Regions from separate parts of the Danio rerio genome. Here region 1 is linked to region 2. Evidence: chromatin contacts called from public Micro-C data. All regions are on one chromosome and are shown on one strand. The core of a region is the stretch at or near the end of the contact, and the rest is flanking DNA. Distances in the headings are between cores, read along the strand shown.

Evidence for each region. Hi-C and Micro-C count contacts between places; a contact is called where the count stands out from the background.
Region 1: a Micro-C map of caudal fin shows a contact between it and region 2, with 3 times the contacts expected there. The contact joins two enhancer-like sites. A contact is called at or near these places in 1 of 18 Hi-C or Micro-C datasets (caudal fin) and 1 of 4 datasets of contacts at active chromatin or transcription factors (caudal fin).

What each region holds. Positions count from the first base shown.
Region 1 is chr2:3,523,359-3,526,058 of GRCz12tu, reverse strand. No RefSeq gene overlaps it. Among named protein-coding and RNA genes, the nearest start is that of snap47, 47 kb to the left of the region's middle. Within about 2 kb of position 1,443, at least 1 of the 62 cell types and tissues checked has an H3K27ac peak or open chromatin away from gene starts, as enhancers often do. A contact at or near this core is called in caudal fin, where this site is marked.
Region 2 is chr2:3,388,145-3,390,844 of GRCz12tu, reverse strand. The region is part of intron 1 of wnt9a (wingless-type MMTV integration site family, member 9A); the gene reads right to left. Among named protein-coding and RNA genes, the nearest start is that of wnt9a, 23 kb to the right of the region's middle. Within about 2 kb of position 1,329, at least 1 of the 62 cell types and tissues checked has an H3K27ac peak or open chromatin away from gene starts, as enhancers often do. A contact at or near this core is called in caudal fin, where this site is marked.

The DNA of each region.
Region 1 (2,700 bases), core at 194-2,693, 140 kb before region 2:
AAGAAAATAAGTTATTATTATGAGAAAATGTGTCATTATGAAAAAATAAGTCATTATTATGAGAAAATAAGTTATTATTATGAGGAAAAAAGGTTATTATTATTAGAAAATAAGGTATTATTATGAGAAAATATGTCATTATTATGAGAAAAAAAGGTTGTTATTATTATAAGAAAATAAGGTATTATTATGAGAAAATGTGTCATTATTATGAGAAAAATAAGTTATTATTATAAGAAAATAAGTTTTTTATTATGAGAACATGTTTTATTATGAGAAAATAAGTCATTATTATGAGAAAATAAGTTATTATTATGAGAAAAAAGGTTATTATTATAAGAAAATAAGTTATTATTATGAGAAAATGTGTCATTATGAGAAAAGTCATTATTATGAGAAAAAAGGTTATTATTATAAGAAAATATGTCATTAATATGAGAAAATAAGTTATTTTTTTATAAGAAAATAAGTTATTATTATGAGAAAATAAGTCATTATTGTAAGAAAATAAGTTAGTATTATGAAAAATAAATTTTATTATTATGAGAATAAAAGTTTTTAATATGAGAAAATAAGTTATCATGAGAAAAATTGTCATTATTATGAGAAAATAAGGTATTATTTGAGAAAATAAGTTATTATATGAGAAGATGTGTCATTATCATGAAAAAATAAGTTCTTATTATGAGGAAATGTGTCATTATTATGAGAATATAAGTTATTGTTATGAGAAAATGTGTCATTATTATGAGAAAATAAGTTATTATTATAAGAAAATTTGTCATTATTATGAGAATAAAAGTTATTATTATGAGAAAATAAGTTATTATTATGAGAAAATGTGTCATTATTATGAGAAAATGTGTCATTATTATGAGAAAATAAGTTATTATTATGAGAAAATGTGTCATTATTATGAGAAAATAAGTTATTATTATGAGAAAATGTGTCATTATTATGAGAAAATGTGTCATTATTATGAGAAAATAAGTTCTTATTATGAGAAAATGTGTCATTATTATGAGAAAATAAGTTATTATTATAAGAAAATGTGTCAATATCATGAGAAAGTTTCTTTGTAAATTGACTTTTTATTTCGTAATTTCAACTTTGTCATAAATTTGACTTTAAGGCTTTTGACAATTTAAGATTTCAGTAAATTAAAGGGACAATACTCCCCAAATTGAAATGTACCCTGCCAATTACTTTCCCTCGGGTGGTTTTAAACTACTATGAGTTTTTTCTTCTGTTCAACACGAAAGATATTTTGAGGAATGCTAGTTGCTGCTGGCACCTATTCACTTCCATATTAGGACCAGCAACCTTCTTCAAAATCACTTTTGTGTTCAAACAGAAAGAAACTCAAATAGGCTTTGAACAAGATAAGGAAGTAAAAAATAGTTTTGGTGAAACTATCCCTTAAAGAGTATGGCTATTGCCAGAAATAGCCATGAGGTGGCAGTGCCTTCCCAAGAGACATACAGATGCTTAAACACAAACATACTGTACACACACATCTCACACAGGATTTGTCACGTATGTACTGAACAGATGTAATGATAAAAGTGCTCAGAAAATGTTGGTAAAGGTACTTTCATCAGCATATTTTGTGTATGCCAAAGAAAGAAAGATATTAATAGAAACAAAAATACTTTAAATGAACTCTTGAACTCCTAAAAAAAGACACAAAATTGTTATTTATCAATATTTATATTAAGTAAAGTTAATTTTGCAGTGTGAATGTCAGTAATCAAGATCTGGTAGCAACAACATGTTTGTGACCCTGGACCACAAAACCAGCCATAAAGGTCTTTTTTATTAACATTGAGATTCATACATCACTCCAAAAGCTTTCATTGATGTGTGTAATACAATTTGGAATCTGAGGGTTAAAAAAAATCTAAATAATGAAAAATTTAATTTAAAGTGTAAAAAAAATGCTTAGAAATGCACATTAATAATGAAACATTTCTATATATTTAGACTAGGACATTTGCAAATATCAAAATAAAACAGGATATTTATTTAATATTTGAATGATTTTTAGCATAATAGAAACATAACCTAGAATTTTGACCCATATTATTATTATTATTATTATTATTATTATTATTATTATTATTATTAATAATAATAATAATAATAATAATAATAACAATATATATATATATATATATATATATATATATATATATATATATATATATATATATATATATATATATATATATATATAATAAAATAATAAAAATAAAATAATAATATTATATATAATAATAATAATAAAATAATAATAATAATAATAATAATAATAATAATAATAATAATAATAATAATAATGAGAGTTTTTGTGGTCCAGGGTCACAAATATGTTGTTGCAGCCAGATCTTGATTTCCGACAGTCACTTAAGGGACTTTTGAATGTAATAGTAAATTAACTTTACTTGATAAAAATATGGATAAATAAAAAAAACTCGGACTGTTTTGTGGTGTTCGGTGGAATCATTTACAGCTATGGTTGTGTTTAGGAGTAGGGTTTAGGTATGGATTACATTTTCAAACATAAACGATGTTCCAGGATCAACATAAATATTAATCCAGGATCATATCGTAGTTGGCAAAATGCTTTGTGCTGCATTTTTTTCCTCACCTTAAATGACAAATGAATTCATATTAATGTTTTGTCAGCTATCAAGATCC
Region 2 (2,700 bases), core at 80-2,579:
ACTGAAACTGAAATGCACCGCAATTCGTAAAAATTTTTTATTCTATTTGTACATTAAAAACGCAATTCGTAAATGCCCAAAACACAATTCGTAAATTTAAAATGTGATTTGTAAATACCAAAACACAATTCATAAATTCAAACCGCATTCGTAAAAACACAAACCCAATTCGTAAATTCAAATAATTCGTAAATCGGTCAGCGGTCAGCTGGTGAGAGCGAAAAGGAACAGTGTCATAACGCTCTGTAATGTTCGTTTCAAATTAAAAACACATTATATATATTGCAGAAAAACAAAATATCGCAATATCAGTTTTTTCCAGTGTCATGCAGCTCTAATAGCAAGCAAATGTAATGCTTAATATCTGCTCTGTGTCAGTGAAATGAATCTCTGACCTCCAACCTTGACTGTGCTTGACCTGAATCTGTTGTCAGAACATGTCCTTGAGGGACTAAAGGGATTGAAAATCACTGCCTCAACTAGAAAAACAGCTCACTGTGTCAATGATACAACATAGTGAATGTAACAAAGACAATTGCATTCATGCTACATGCATATAAAACCTATTTTAGCAATCAAAATAAGCACCTACTCAGGTTCTGGGATTTCAGACGCCGACTAAAAACAACCGGTAACACTTTAATTTAAGGTAACACATGTTCTAAGCACATACTATAGTAGTTACAATGATTTATTATGAATAGTTACGTCTAACTAACCCTAACCCACATTTTAACCCCAACCATAATTAGCCCCAACCTTACACGTAAATAATTAATATTACTCAGTCATTAAATGGAGTTACACTAAAACGTATATACTTAATATTAGCTGGCCTTAATTAATATGTAATTACACTGAAATTAATAATTTCTTACAACATACTTATTGTGTACATACACATTTTTACGTTGTGCTTATGATTGATTAAATACCTGCATGTAATTACATCTTTGATTACACTGCTGAGCATCCCTTACACCTTAACCCACCCTCAAACCTACCCATACCACCAAATCTGTCCCTAACCCTACCCAAATCCCACCTCAGAACAATATAAACACAGTAAGTGCATTGTATTTATGTTCTGATGCAAGTAAATAATAGTTAAGGCCACCAAATATACAGTGGGACCAAACAACGTGTAGCCAAAACAACCTCCAACTTCACAGGTAGAAGAACATTAGCTCCTCTAGTGAGCTGGATGCATTTCAGACTGCATTGCTGTCCCATTTAGCATTTAGCGTTTAGCTTAGCAATAGTGGTAGATCCAGCCAAGCAGCAGTGGCAGCCTGTTTTACATCTTTCCACCCACGCGTGTGGCAGCCAAAATCCTAATGACTCCCTTCATAATGATCACGCTAAAGCTAATGTTTACCTGAGGGGTGCGGTTAGTGTGGCAGGTTAGCGATTGCTGCTGATTAGCGTTTGACAGGTGGATATATGGTAAAGACTGCTGGATGTGCCTATTTGTTGCAGCTTTTTGAGTCAGTGGTGGCTGTGAAGGAATGCTATGTATACAGGTGTTGTGTACTGTATTGAGTGGTAGGCTAACTGTTTTTTTTAGTAGTGAACAATGTCCCTGCTGAAAAATCCAGCTTAAACCAGCCTAGGCTGGTTGGCTGGTTTTAGCTGGTCAACCAGGCTGGTTTTAGAGGGGTTTTGGCCACTTCAAGGCTGATTTCCAGCCATTTCCAGCCTGGTTTTAGCTGGTCAGGCTGGAAAATGACCAGCTAAATCCAGCTAAAACCAGCTTGACCAGCCTAGCCAGGCTGGAAGCCCAGCCAAAACCAGCTATGTCCAGCTTAAACCAGGCTGGTCAAGCTGGTTTTAGCTGGATTTAGCTGGTCATTTTCCAGCCTTACCAGCTAAGACCAGGCTGGAAATGGCTGGAAACCAGCCTGGAAGTGGCCAAAACCCCTCTAAAACCAGCCTGGTCGACCAGCTAAAACCAGCCAACCAGCCTAGGCTGGTTTAAGCTGGATTTTTTAGCAGGGGTTAATGTGATCCCTACTGAAAAAAAAATGACAATATGACATCTCAACTTAAATTGTTGAATACTTAGATTTATTGAGGAAAAAAAGGGTAAAATGGGCCGTTATTAGTAACTTTAGGTGGTTTCTAAAATAAAATCTGTCAGCGTTATTTTCATTCTCATGTTCCCAGACCTTTACACTTTTGTGGCTGTAGCTCCTTGTCATTTGAAGTAAGGCATTGGCTGAGTGATTGACAGCTGATATTTAATAATTCATCCGCATTCAGTTCAAGAGCAGTGGGCCAATCAGAAGAGCTTTAAGGCGGAGCAGGCATTGCAGGCTTTGTTTACTGCAGCAAGTTGATATGCCGACTGTTTTTTTGAGCGCTGTGTTTCGCGTTTTTAAGTGCAAATATGCATTTTGCGGGAATGCCTTCTTAAATACGTGCATGCGGTGAACATTTTTGCAATGAAAACTGGTCCCACAGCAGCAATTTTATGCACTCGCACAAATGCTCCCAAATATATTTTGAGCTCGCGTAGATAAAATTTGGTGTGCATTTGCAACCAAAACTGTTGCAATTTCGAGCCCTGCAATTCCAAATTCAAGCAGCTTCAAGCACTTTGTCTAAATTCCAAGCACCTTTCAAACCTTGAAAACACTTTTTTAAAAATCAAGCATTTCGCAGGATTTTTGTATAATTGGCTCAATCGTAGAAAAGCTG